3 separate regions of the Mus musculus genome follow, and regions 2 and 3 are each linked to region 1. A link is a contact called in public Hi-C data. All regions are on one chromosome and are shown on one strand. Each heading gives the region's core, a stretch centred on a gene start, on an enhancer-like site or on the middle of the called end of the contact. The rest is flanking DNA. Distances are from core to core; before and after follow the strand shown.

The links. A called contact is a pair of places that touch in the nucleus more often than the background predicts.
Region 2: a contact with region 1 is called in a Hi-C map of the C2C12 cell line, with 2.7 times the contacts expected there. The contact joins two enhancer-like sites. A contact is called at or near these places in 5 of 484 Hi-C or Micro-C datasets (the C2C12 cell line, the N1E-115 cell line, adipose-derived mesenchymal stem cells and 2 more) and 1 of 115 datasets of contacts at active chromatin or transcription factors (fibro-adipogenic progenitors).
Region 3: a contact with region 1 is called in a Hi-C map of the N1E-115 cell line, with 2.9 times the contacts expected there. The contact joins two enhancer-like sites. A contact is called at or near these places in 1 of 15 datasets of contacts at CTCF or cohesin (the NIH/3T3 cell line) and 1 of 484 Hi-C or Micro-C datasets (the N1E-115 cell line).

What each region holds. Positions count from the first base shown.
Region 1 is chr14:22,806,285-22,810,352 of GRCm38.p6, forward strand. The region is part of intron 5 of Lrmda (leucine rich melanocyte differentiation associated); the gene reads left to right. Among named protein-coding and RNA genes, the nearest start is that of Gm30926, 7.0 kb to the left of the region's middle. Within about 2 kb of position 2,162, at least 77 of the 459 cell types and tissues checked have an H3K27ac peak or open chromatin away from gene starts, as enhancers often do. A contact at or near this core is called in the C2C12 cell line, the N1E-115 cell line and uterus, where this site is marked.
Region 2 is chr14:23,130,025-23,134,092 of GRCm38.p6, forward strand. No RefSeq gene overlaps it. Among named protein-coding and RNA genes, the nearest start is that of Gm10248, 37 kb to the left of the region's middle. Within about 2 kb of position 2,002, at least 29 of the 459 cell types and tissues checked have an H3K27ac peak or open chromatin away from gene starts, as enhancers often do. A contact at or near this core is called in the C2C12 cell line and uterus, where this site is marked.
Region 3 is chr14:22,528,350-22,532,417 of GRCm38.p6, forward strand. All of the region lies in intron 2 of Lrmda (leucine rich melanocyte differentiation associated), which reads left to right. 4930405A10Rik (RIKEN cDNA 4930405A10 gene) reads right to left here. Exons shown (of 4, transcript NR_046307.1): 3 at 2,664-2,849. Among named protein-coding and RNA genes, the nearest start is that of 4930405A10Rik, 12 kb to the right of the region's middle. Within about 2 kb of position 2,107, at least 1 of the 459 cell types and tissues checked has an H3K27ac peak or open chromatin away from gene starts, as enhancers often do. A contact at or near this core is called in the N1E-115 cell line, where this site is marked.

The DNA.
Region 1 (4,068 bases), core at 912-3,411:
TTCAACACCATAGATGAAGACCGCATTGAAACATAAAACACTGGTTTCTGTCTCTTGAGCTAGGGGTAGGGAGCTGAAGGTGGCACCAGATTTCAGAGTGGATTCCATTTGGTTTCTGAATGTGAATGCTTTAGTTGTGAGGCTGTGTATGCAGCTGGGGTGAGCAGCTAGATTTAACTTATTGCATGTACTCCACATGGCAGCTCATACCCGGTTTTCTTTGTGTATGCATGTGTGCATGTGTGTGTCCTGTGCATGTATGCTTGTGCACATAAGCACGCACACGCGCTCGCGCACGCGCGCACATGCGCGCGCACACACACACACACACACACACACACACACACACACACACGGAGGTCACAGTTAGTCGTCTCCATTTATAGTGTTCTATCTTTTTGATTTTTGAGAAAGGTTCCCTCACTAATCCCGAAGTTCACTGATTCTGCTAGACTAGCTGGCCAGAGAAATCCAGGGACCATCCTGTCTCTACGTCCAAACCAGCTCTGTTATTCAAGAAGTTTGCTTCCTTTCTCTAGCTTTCCCTAGGTGCTGTGAATCCAAACTCAACTCCTCTCCCTCTCATGGAGAGTGGTTAGCCCATACAGTTGTTTCCCTAGTCCCACCTCACACTTGGTTTGGTTTGGGGCTCCAGGGGGTTCCATTTTCACATTTTTATTGTGTTTCTGAGAGTAGATGCTCCATTTCCTGCCTTCTAGAAAAAAATATTGTGTGTACCTTATGATGTTGGGAGATTTACTTTTTATTATGGCTGCTTAAGGATTTATCCCTCCTGACTCTGGTAAGTGTGAGATATTTCCCCTGATCCTGGACTAGCTAGCATTAGGCTTGAATCACCTGGAGAAATCCATAGAACTTTGTATATAGTGTTTTTTATATTTTTTTTTTCACAATCTTCTTTCTATTAAAATCCTAAAGAGCCCTTTCTGGAGGGCTTTTCCATGGGCAACCTTTATAAAAATATAGGCCGTACGTCAAAAGGAAAACCACCACAAAACTCCTTTTCTTCACACAATTCATTTTAAGCTTCAAAATCCCTGCAAATCCCCAGTCTCCTTTTGCAGGCTGGTTCCCACTCCCCAGCCTTCCTCATCGCCCCCCTCAAAGGGAGAAAAAAGCATTTCTTCCAAGGACTGATAAGTCTTTGGCCGATGCTTAGCAACTGCATTCCTGGGCTGTAAGTAGCTGCAAGCCCCTTTGATGTGTCTGTCAGGGCAGATTTATTTTGTTTTAGCACATTGTCTACTTGTCCAGATGTATCGGGAGATAAAAAGAAGTCATGTTTACACTCCTCCTTCTCCTTCCTCTCTCTCTCTCTCTCTCTCTCTCTCTCTCTCTCTCTCTCTCTCTCTCTCTCTCTCTCTCTCTCCCTCTCTCTCTGAGATGTAATTAAATTGTGGATTTGATGAGTCTTGGGGAGTTCCACTTGAAGGAAACAGGAAGTGCCTGGAGTCAGGGAAAAAGGAAAACTTCTTTGGCAGTAGGGACACCTGACTTGGTCAAAAAATAGAGCCCAAGCAGCAGCTATGGCTCGGCTCCGGGAAGCTAGGGGCCTTGTTCTGAGTCTTTTGTCCCGTTTTTATGCAAGGTCCACACAAAGAGGGGCAATGTCCCTCCAGCCCTCCTGGGACTGTGTGTTCGTGAAACCTTCCTTGTTGCTGTATGCAGGCATGGACAGAAGACCTCTACTCTGTTCCCTCCTCCATCCTCTCCCCCTCTTCTTCCTTCCCTCTTTCTCCTCTCCCCTCCTTCCTCCCTTTCCTCCTTGTCCCCTATTCTGTTTCTCTCATTTTCCCTCTTCCATGTCTAATTTCTCTCATGTCAAGATACCACCCTATCACGTTTGTGGTGGCTCGTCTGTTGTCACTCAAAGCTAACACTGTCACTTGCCTGTTTCTGTATCCATGCAATCTCCCCTTCCCGGGGGGTTGATTCCCCTTGAAGTGTGGCTGCCATGCTTTCCGTCCTTTGCTGACCTGGGTTTCTTAATGTTCACATTTACTAACACCATTCCGCGTCCTGTTAATGACCTGCACCGACCAGGACAGGATATATAGTATTGCTGTAGACCGGCCGACAGCAGCGACCACAGTCTCTAATCTGCAGCACTGCCAGCTCTAGATTTACATCTCAAATAGGTTACACTACAGCTCCCCCTTCTGCTGACTGAGCCGCGCAGCACGAGGGCTGCATTGCAACCGGGCTCCGTCCCTAATAGCAGTCCTTAAGACCCTGTCTCCTGTCGTTGGAGGATCTGGCAGTGACTAATGGATGCTTCCCTGCACTCCTTTGGTCTTCATTTGGATTAAACATTTTATGATGCATTCATCAAAAAAATCACAGGTTGCAGGAGCAAGAGAGAAGTATAATAAAAGGCAAGCCCAATTAAGTGAGCCGTATGCTGCTTCACTTAGCATGGGGCCCAGTGGCCTCTTGTTGGAGCCCCAGCCCAGCCTGAGGACTCTGAATGCATCTTGGAAGCCACGGGCTCTGCTTTTGTTTCTATCACTTGTGGATCAGGCTGAACCCCGGGAAGGAAGTCTTCTTTTGTTCTAAACAACCTCTGATGACTCCTTTTGGCAAAGTGTGTGCTGTAACTTAAGCCCTTGCATGCAGCAAGAATCAACAGGGCCCTCCTTGAGAAGAGGCTGCCCATGAGGAATGGGGGTTGCAGGACCCTGTGTGTTCCACTCAGTGAGCATCAAGGGCTCTAAAGGGGTTATTTCCCTTAGAAAACAGTGTGCAGTGACTGGGAAGGCTGATACAAATGCTTTGCTACTTTGTTACGTTGTTTTGTTGTTTTATTTTTAACTTATTTTTTACTTTGTTGCTTTGAACCCGTGGAGACTGAAGGATGGTGTTTGTTTAGCATTAAATAAATGTATTTTATCGTGTGACAAGAATTTATTGAGACATTACTATGAGTCAGCTATTCAGGGTTGTGGTGACAAAATGTGTGGGGAGTTTGCAGTATAGCAGGGGACTATCACTAAGGCAGAGCATGCTGGAGAGAAAGCGTCAGGAGAAAGATTATTCTATTCGGTGAAGATCTCCGGATCTCAGGACTGAGCACCTGAAGGAATAGAAAAGCTGCCAGACAGGTTCCTGCTTGCCAAACAAGGGGAGAGGCAAGAGTCAGGCCTGCAAAGAAGGAAAGGCTGTGCCCTGGGGCCTTATTGGCCATGTTCAAAGCTTGAAATTCAGGCCAAACTTTACATGCTGTTTTAAGCAGAAAAGCAACTTTGTCAGATTTCTGTTTTAAAAGAACATTCTAAGGATTATTGCTTCAGCTAGGACTTTTGGGGTAGGCCAGGAACTCAGCCTCTAACTTGTCTATTTGTTTATTTGTTTGGGGACAGACTGTCCTGTATCTTAGGCAGTGCTCAGACTTGCTAGGCGGCCATGATGGTGTGGAACTTCTGATTCCCCTAACCTCGTCTCAAGCACTGGAATTATATGGCCTTGAGGCACCATGCCGGGTTTATGCAGTGCTGGGGACTGAGCTCCAGGCCCCATGCATGCCAGGCCAAGTACTCTGCCAGCTGAGCTTCGTCCTTAGCCCTCAAAGTGAGCTCTCCGGGGTTCTTTGGTGAAGGAAGGCGAGTGCGTGCGAATAGGGAGTTGTGGTGAAAAGCCAGTGGAATTAGTTTCATGCCGACCAAAGCCAGCACCCAGAGTCCCAAAATAAATTTTTTTTTAGTGTCGTTTTTCTCTTGGCTCGTTGTTGTTTCAGTGGGTTCACCTCCCCTTCTGTTTCCTGCCCCTGTGTCATTGGCCTCTCTGGACACCAGGGTGGATACTTGCAAGCTAAACCCAACAAACCCAGGGGTCCTGTGTGTGAATGAAAGGGAACGAACATACGGAGCCTTCTGTTTATGACTGTGGCAAAATACAGTTGAGACAGTCGAGACTTCTGCTGGGACAGAGTGAGGTCAGGAAAAACGTTTAAGAATAGCTTTTATGAATGGAATATGATGGAAAAAATGATCTCCGAAGCTCACCCTTCCTCCTCTCGCCTTAGTTCCTTCCTTCCTTCCTTCGCCTTTT
Region 2 (4,068 bases), core at 752-3,251, 320 kb after region 1:
TAAATTAGTTAATAACTGGAGACACATAAATTATCACCACAATAAGATATGATGTCATACTCACCTGGTTCCAAACCTTAAATGTGACCCTGCCTAAGTGGTCCTGAGATTGTTGAATGTTCTCTTACACATGTCTAGAGTATATATGCTTCCTAAAAAATGTATGATTCAGGGACTCTGTCCATATAAACAATTAGGAACACAAAAAAATCTCATCAGCATGATATAGACAGTCCGATATCATAAAATTCTGAGAAAAATTTTGCCTTGGCCAATAAGAGCAATGTTTTAGCCAGACCCCAGAACAACAGCATAGATTGGAGTGTGGTGATAACTCCTTTCAGGGATGCGTATCTAGAAAGTGGAAGGAGATTGGCGGGGACTCTATAATCATAAAATATTCATAAGAAGAGACATGAGCAAAAGAAGAGAAATAAGACAGGCCACTCTGCCCAGAGAGCATCTCTAGTCTTGGCAAAGTTTGAGCACTAGAGATAGAATTTAAATTTTTTTCAGAAATGTGATTCACAGTGACCAAGCCCTTGAGGTGTGACAGAGTCAGAGACCCAGTACCAAGCCTAACGCAATACTGTCCTGTGGGTAGAGAATGTATATTTGTAAAATAATTTGCCTTTATCTTGTAAATCTGAAGTGCACCTTACTAATGGGGAAGCTATTGTACTCTTCGTAAATGAATAGAGAGTCTCCTGAATGTTGGCTGCAGTCATTTTAAGACTATTAATCTCAGCATTACTTATGAGGGAGAAACAGAAAGCAGCTAAATGTCCATCTAGGTTAGTATAGACTTAAAGAATGGTGGGAAGCTCATTGCATGGTGTATTAAATTGATACATATAATAGAAAGATTACTATTAGATATATAATAAATGTCGTTGAAGACTATGTATAACATAGCTCATTCTCTGTGAGAGTACAAAAGAACAAAATAAATAATGTATTCAATATGCTTAAGCACATGTATGTGCACACATGAGTGTACACACACACACACCATGGGAACAGTGAAGGGTTCTAAGTAGGTCCAAACATTTCTGGCAATGTCCTCCTTTTTAAATTGGAGTTTAAGGACTTCTGTTGTATTATTAACTCATATGCATGTCCTGTTTCCCTGAATCAAAGAACATATGCTTTTAAAATACAGCAGCAGGTTATATAATGAGCCTGCCCAAGCCAGTTGCCTTCCTATAAACCAAAGATAAACCTACTGAGACACTTATGGGGAAACAATCCTATTCAGAATACCCTAGCTCCCCAAATCATGGTTTCTATTAGGGATGCAATGACAAATACAATGAAAACTGTAAAGCACTGAAGAAGAAAGTAAAGGCTTTTGTTTTTTAAAAAGTCCCTAAATAGACTTTCCCAAACACATTTGAGACCTAACACTATTTGGCTTGTCCCTTTGTGGACTTGCCTCCTTCACTGCTACTAGCGCCGGAAGCAAGTCCCTGGCTGCTGCTGCTTGTGGCTTCGAAAGCCGGCAGACGGCATGGGTCCTCTGCCTTTTCAGTTCACTGCCATGCAGGTGGAAACTATTTTCCAACTTCACAGCTCTGAAAAAAAAAAAAGGAAGGATATTCGGTACCATGATAATAGTCCAAGTCCAACTGTCCTTACCCCCTTGCTGGAGCCTCCTGGTGAGTTGATACTATTTCCTGTTGCAGAAATCAGAGCTTATGACCCAGCACATGCTTTTAGTGGCTGTCTGCCTAAACATAACACATGATTTCCTTACCCACAGCCTATTGCTTTAGTCAAAGCCTGAACTGTGAGTGAGAAATTAGGTGTAAATTGCCCACTGAGCCTCATGGTGAGCAGCACTGTGTTTGGGGATGCAGTGATGTCAACAGAGAACTAGATAAGGGTGTGCTTTGTCTCTTTGATCAAACATATAACTCAAGAGACTAGCTCTGCGTGGTCAAAATACTGCCCCACACAGAGCAGGAAGACCTCCAGGGGCTGTGGCACTCATGGTCTCTTGGCTGAACAGACAGAAATTTGCTGTCTTGGCTGCATAAGCAATGCTTGCTCATTCTCATTCCGAGTCAACAGATATTTCTTGAGATTTATTGAGTGTTGGTTACAACTCCAGGATTCTGTGGCTGAAGACAAAGAAGAGAAGATGAATCCGAAATTATTCCCTGTCCTCAAGGAAGTTAAAGCAGACACAATGACGAAAACAAAGAGCTCAGGCTCCCATCTTAGCCCTGCTGTGAACTTGCTGGGTGGGCCAAGGCCAACCACTTTTTCTGTTGAGGGCTCCACTTCCTTGTTCATAAATTAAAGTGTTGGGATGGACGGTTTCACATGTTCTTCCAAAGCTAAAAATTTATGTTTATATGAGTCTGGTTGCACAGATAAGACTCATCAGAGAATTTTATGACTGTAAGTCACAGAGGCCCTCCCGGCACCCAGTTCCCTAGGATTGCAGACGTGCCAACTAAAGCCACAAAAGTGAGAGGCCTTCTTCAACACAGCTATAACCCAAGTGTCCTGGGAATAAGAGGATTCATGGGGAAGCATTCAGAATTAGGTATTTGAGGTACAATAAGGTCTTTCATTTGGGTTGGATGTAGACTATGCTTTATAGTAAAAGGCCAGTACATGGTAGGGAATCAGCAACAATGAAGGAGCAAACACGGGTCCTCTGGGTGAATTGTGTCCAAAGGAACAATAAAAAACACCAAGAGAAGTAAACAGGCATAGAGAGATACCACAGCATTTCCTGTTTCTTCTCTTAGCCTTGGGATCTACCTCCTAGCATAGTCTAGCCTAGCACCTACTGTCTAGCCTAGCCTCACTTTTGTTCTAATGTCCTTTCTGAGTTTTAGCCCAAGTTATCAGAAGATAGATGAATAGTTCCTTCATAGAAGTCTAAAAAAGAATACATGACAAAACACGTGTGGCAGGATCACACTGGACATTGCTAGAATAATTCTAGAGGAGCTGTGGCCTTATTCTTAATGTCTGTGAAGAGTAGGTGGACATGAGAAAGTCTACACAGACAGAAAATTTCTAGACATATTTATAGCAGGCAGGAAACTTTCTTCAAATACTAGGGATTAAATCAGTTAGCTGTTACCATGCAAGGAATTATTCCAAATTCAGTAGCTTAACACAGTAGTCATTCATTATTCCGTGTTCTCTATCTGTGGGTCATCTGGGTGTTCCTGATTCATATTAGGTTGGGTTCATCTCAATGACACAATGACTCAGTGTTTGAGGTTTGTGTACAGACCCTCTTCTGAACTAGGTTTAGTTAGGACATTTCCTCATTCTCCTGTCAAGACACAGTTTGCAGACTATTCCTGTGATAGTTTTCCTATGAAGTAACCGAGAAAAGGCATGCGTCTCTTGAGGCCTGTCTTTGAAACGCATAAGCAGTCTCTCCATTCAGCCGATCAATCACAGGGCTGATCCCAAATTCATGTGGAAATCCAAATTGTGCTTCTTTGGTGAAAAGAGCTTAAAACAAACAAACAAACAAACCATGTTGGAGTATGAACATAGGCAATGTGAGGGGCTTAATCATTAATGCAGTGCTTAGCTGGAACCCCAAATCCAGAGGCTCTTTTGAAAATCAATTAAAATGTGTAGAAACTCGTATAAAGATATTAAAATGTTATATTTATATCTTTGAAGTTTATTAATCCTTTGATGTTTAGCCAAACAACTCAAATTAAAACTTGAGCTGTAGAAAAGAAGGGAGAGGTGGGCAAGGGTCAACCAAGAATTAGCAGATACAAAAATACAATAAAGAAATTTGCTATTTTGTTAATAAAAAGTATCTTTAAAAAAAGAAAAAAACAGAATGTAATAAAATGGAATGTAATAGAATCATGTACAATGAGTATATAATAGAAAGTTAAAAATAAGTAAAATATATATAACATAATTAGAATTTGTAAAAAAAATTGTGATTCTTAAAATATAGCTGAGAGAGTCATATTGGCAATAAGGAGACTATATTTTCATGTGTATCTTGACATATTAAGCTGCTTAGAATAGAGACTGTTCTATTATAGGGTTAAAATAATTGGGTCCAAA
Region 3 (4,068 bases), core at 857-3,356, 280 kb before region 1:
ACTTATTTTTAGTGAAGAGATCTGCCTTTAGTAGGATATTATATCTATAAAGTAAATCTTAAATTATTTTTCTGTGTGGATCACATTATGTCAGGTGGCTGCCTTTCATTTGTGACATATGCATAGGATTCCCTGTGAAAAGCTATATGAGGAGAAACTAGGCAGCTTAGGGCAGGCTTGTGTGCCTTGGTGCTACTGTTACCTTGAACTAGACACTTCTTGGTTATGTGGGACTGGCTCATGCATCTTAGGTTACTCAGTAGCATCCCTGGCCTCTGCCCACTGGAAGTCACACCCAAAGCTATGATCTCCAAACCAATTTTCAGACACTGTTCCAAGCAGTGGGAACTATATAACTTAAAGCAAGGAGGAGGAGGGGGAGGAAGAAGAGGAGGAGCAGGAGGAAGAAGAAGAAGAAGCAGCCCATGCTCATAGAGGGCATTGTGCAGGTAGTGTGAATGGCCAGACTTCACTACTATACTCTATTTTCTGAGCAAGAGTGCCTGTATTAGGACTGCAGAGACCTTGAGCCTAAATTCTTTGCACTCTGAAGCCTCTCCAGGGTGGTGATGTGTATGAGATTTCGTGAAAATCTGTGCTCTTGGTCAATGACTGGTAAAAGAAAGACATTCAACTAGGATGCATGTGGACTTGGCCACTCCTTGCAGAAGTAGCAGAAATCTCATGTAGCCCTAGGACAAATGCCAAGTCACCAGGAGAAAAAAAATGCAACACTGAGTCCTAATTTCTCATGGAGGGATTAGCATTGCTTTTGAGGAGCTGGTGAATTTGAGTGAGCAAGATTTAAACATTAGTTCAACATTACCATCAGTGAGAATTGCCGCATACTTTCATTAATTGGAATCAGGTTATGTGTGTTCCATTTAAAAGCAGCTCCAATCACTAATGGAATGACCCCCTTGTCATGTTCTGCTCTGAGACATGGAGTGAGATGGCTTTTTAAAGAATGATGTGTTTGCTACTTGCACTGACACCAAATGTCAATAAAATATAGATGTGGGGCGTCCAACCATGCTCACCCATTTTTAAAAGAAGACTTATTTCCATTTTTAGTGAACAGCCAGGCCCTATAAGCCTGGCTTACAGAACCCGGGGCCTTATGCCACTTGAGTATCTGCCAGGAAGGCATAGGAATTGGAGACTGGTCTTTCTCTTTCCATTGTTTTTCCTCATCCATCCATCTCCAATGTCATGTGACTTGACAGTCTAAACAGGATACACAGAGGCTGGTCTGAGTGTCTAGGCTGCTCGCTGATCTCAATCAGCCAAAAATCACATTCGTGCCTCCCTGTGTCCCACTCACACGTTGGCAAGCCCTCTCTAAGGCCCTCTGTTTTGTATCCATCATCTCTCCATCTCTTCCTGTCAGGTTTCACCTTGCTTCAGAGCAGAGCCACCCAGCAATGTAGTAATGCTAGCATAATGACCAAATAACAGGCATGTTATTATTCCCAGCAGATTGAGTGCAGAACATTTTACTGAAATGTCCCCAGTTAGACCCTGTTACTTCTCTGCTCAGACTTTCCCCCAAGGCCTGTTTTCTGCACAGTCCCTGGAGGCGAAGAGCCTCCCTGCTACTTTATACCTTGCCCTTGGTTAGTCTCTTGTCTCAGCTCCTCTGCTCCAGTAGCTTCTAGCCCATCCTTGGAGCTCTTTAGAACCGTCTGCCTACCTTTACTCTGCTCCCAGTTTTCCCTTTATTCTACTGCAGTGTTTAGAGAGGTCACGGTCCTTCCTTATTCTAGTCTTTAATCAAAAGCCATGTCCTTTATGAAATCTCTGATCTCTTTTTAAAACTTGTATCATCTTGCCCATACCCTACTCCCTCATCTGCTTTAGTTTTCTCCCTAAACGTACCACCATCTTCCAGTATATTTAGCTGCCTGTAGGTTATATGCATTGCCCTTTCGCAGAATCCCATTCCACTAGGGCAGACAGCTTTGTCTATTCTGCTCACTACAGCATCTAACAGAAACCTATGAATAAATGCCTGGACATTAGTGCTATGGGGAACAGCAGAGGGTTCTATGTGCTTCAGTGCATCTATGTGCACCTCCATCTATTCTCCATCCCAGTCCTAAGAGGTAAGCTATGCAGGCATTGTCAACCCTACTCCATAGATATGGAAAGTGAGATGCAAAGATACCCAAGGCTCTGTCTCTACCTGAACAACGAGAGACAAGGAGGCTCAGATTCCTCGGGTCTCCAGTGTTTTTTACTTTTGCTCCCCATACTCAGATTTCTAGAGTGCTAGGATGGTTGCAGAAGAAATTGGCAGCCAATTAGAATTATTTACCTGGATGCTCAGTAGCAATGCTGGACCCCCTTTGCTCCTAGGCCCCTGTACTTTGCCAACACACAAGTATCTCATGGAGCAGCTAGCTTCTTCTGGCCTTTGGTATAATTAGCCTGGAGGCCTTTGGCTTGCTGCAATCGCTGCTAAGGCACTATTCATTACTGCCGTTCATTAAGACAGGACACACAAGATGAAATATTTTAGGTGAATCATCTGGCCTAATTTAGAAAGGCTCTGTAGGGCTTGGGCCTTTGATTTATCAGGCAGAGGTATCTGTTATCAGAGTGAGACATACAAGGACTTATTTATTATCTAGAATCTGTTTTTAATTTCAGAGATTGTTTACCTTAACTGCTGTGTGTCAGACTCCAGGACAGATTTCGGCTTAGCATTTAATTTTAGATACTTGCCATGGCAGACAGTAAAAAATGGGTCTCCAGAATTTGTAGTTTCATTATGAATCTTAGCTCCTGGCAGGCCCTACCAGCAGTTTGTCTTTGAAATCTCCTTGGTACTTGTTAACCCTGCTCTGCTGTGAAAGAGATATAGTTTATTTATTGGATTTTGCCCATTTATGAAAAAGTACAGAAATTATTAATGGTTTAGTATCTATTAATGCATTACTTGGGTGGAATTCAAATTCTAATATTTATGGTAAATCCCTTTATAATGAAACAGTAGAGAATCAGCTCTCCTGCTCCTGGAATTTGGAAGGTTCTGGATGCTGTTGGAATGGCTCCCTGTGAAATATGAGCCCTGCTGGTTTTATATTTACACCCATAAATAAGAAATAAGTACTTCGGGTTGGAGGAGAAATAATTAAGAATATTTGTGTAGATAATAAAGAGGAAATAGTCCAGTTTGGTGAACTGTGTGCTTGGGAAATGCCAGAGGCTGCTGAGACCAGGATGAGAGATGTGGTAGAGATCAGGACTGAGGAACTATGGGTAAGTAGCTCTTCTGAAGACTGGTATGTGTGTGTGGGTATGACTGCTCAGGGCTGAGCTCTGGTAACCTGGCTGAGATTCCAATTTTTTTCTTAAGGCAGGGCAGCTATGATGGCAGGTACTTGGAGTGTTGAGGACTTCAGATACCTCACCTGTGAAATGGAACCAATATTTCACATGAGTATAAACAATTCTGTACTACCAGAAGAAATACATATATCCATGTATATGAGATCTGAACAGAGAACCTGGTTATTATAGAGAAACACACACACACACACACACACACACACACACACACACACTACATACAGTACATATGAGATCTGAACAGAGAACTTGGTTATTTTAGGAGTCTCTCTCTCTCTCTCTCCATCTATCTATCTATAGGTATAGGTGAGTAAATTTTATTAAATATAGCTATATGGTATTGCAGAATTGAGAAGTGTAGTTAGTGTTGAGCTGGGACTAGAGTGAGATTTCTGACTTCTTTTCCAAATGTCTCTTATGCTGTATCATACAACATCTACTACCTCTTGCAATCTCACTGTCCCTGAATAACACTTGTGTGTTCAACAGAGAGTTGTATCTGACTTATGAGAGCATGAATTTGAGTGGACAAAGGATGGGCATCTTCAAGATGTATCTGGGGACCTGCTTAGAAAACCTAGTTGAAGCAATGATTATATTTATCATGAAGTCAATGATGGCGATAACTCAATGATTTGCTGGGTTTATGCTCCAGACTCTGGGCATGTGTTCAGTATGTATTATGTCATTTAATTCCAACAAATTTATCAGTGA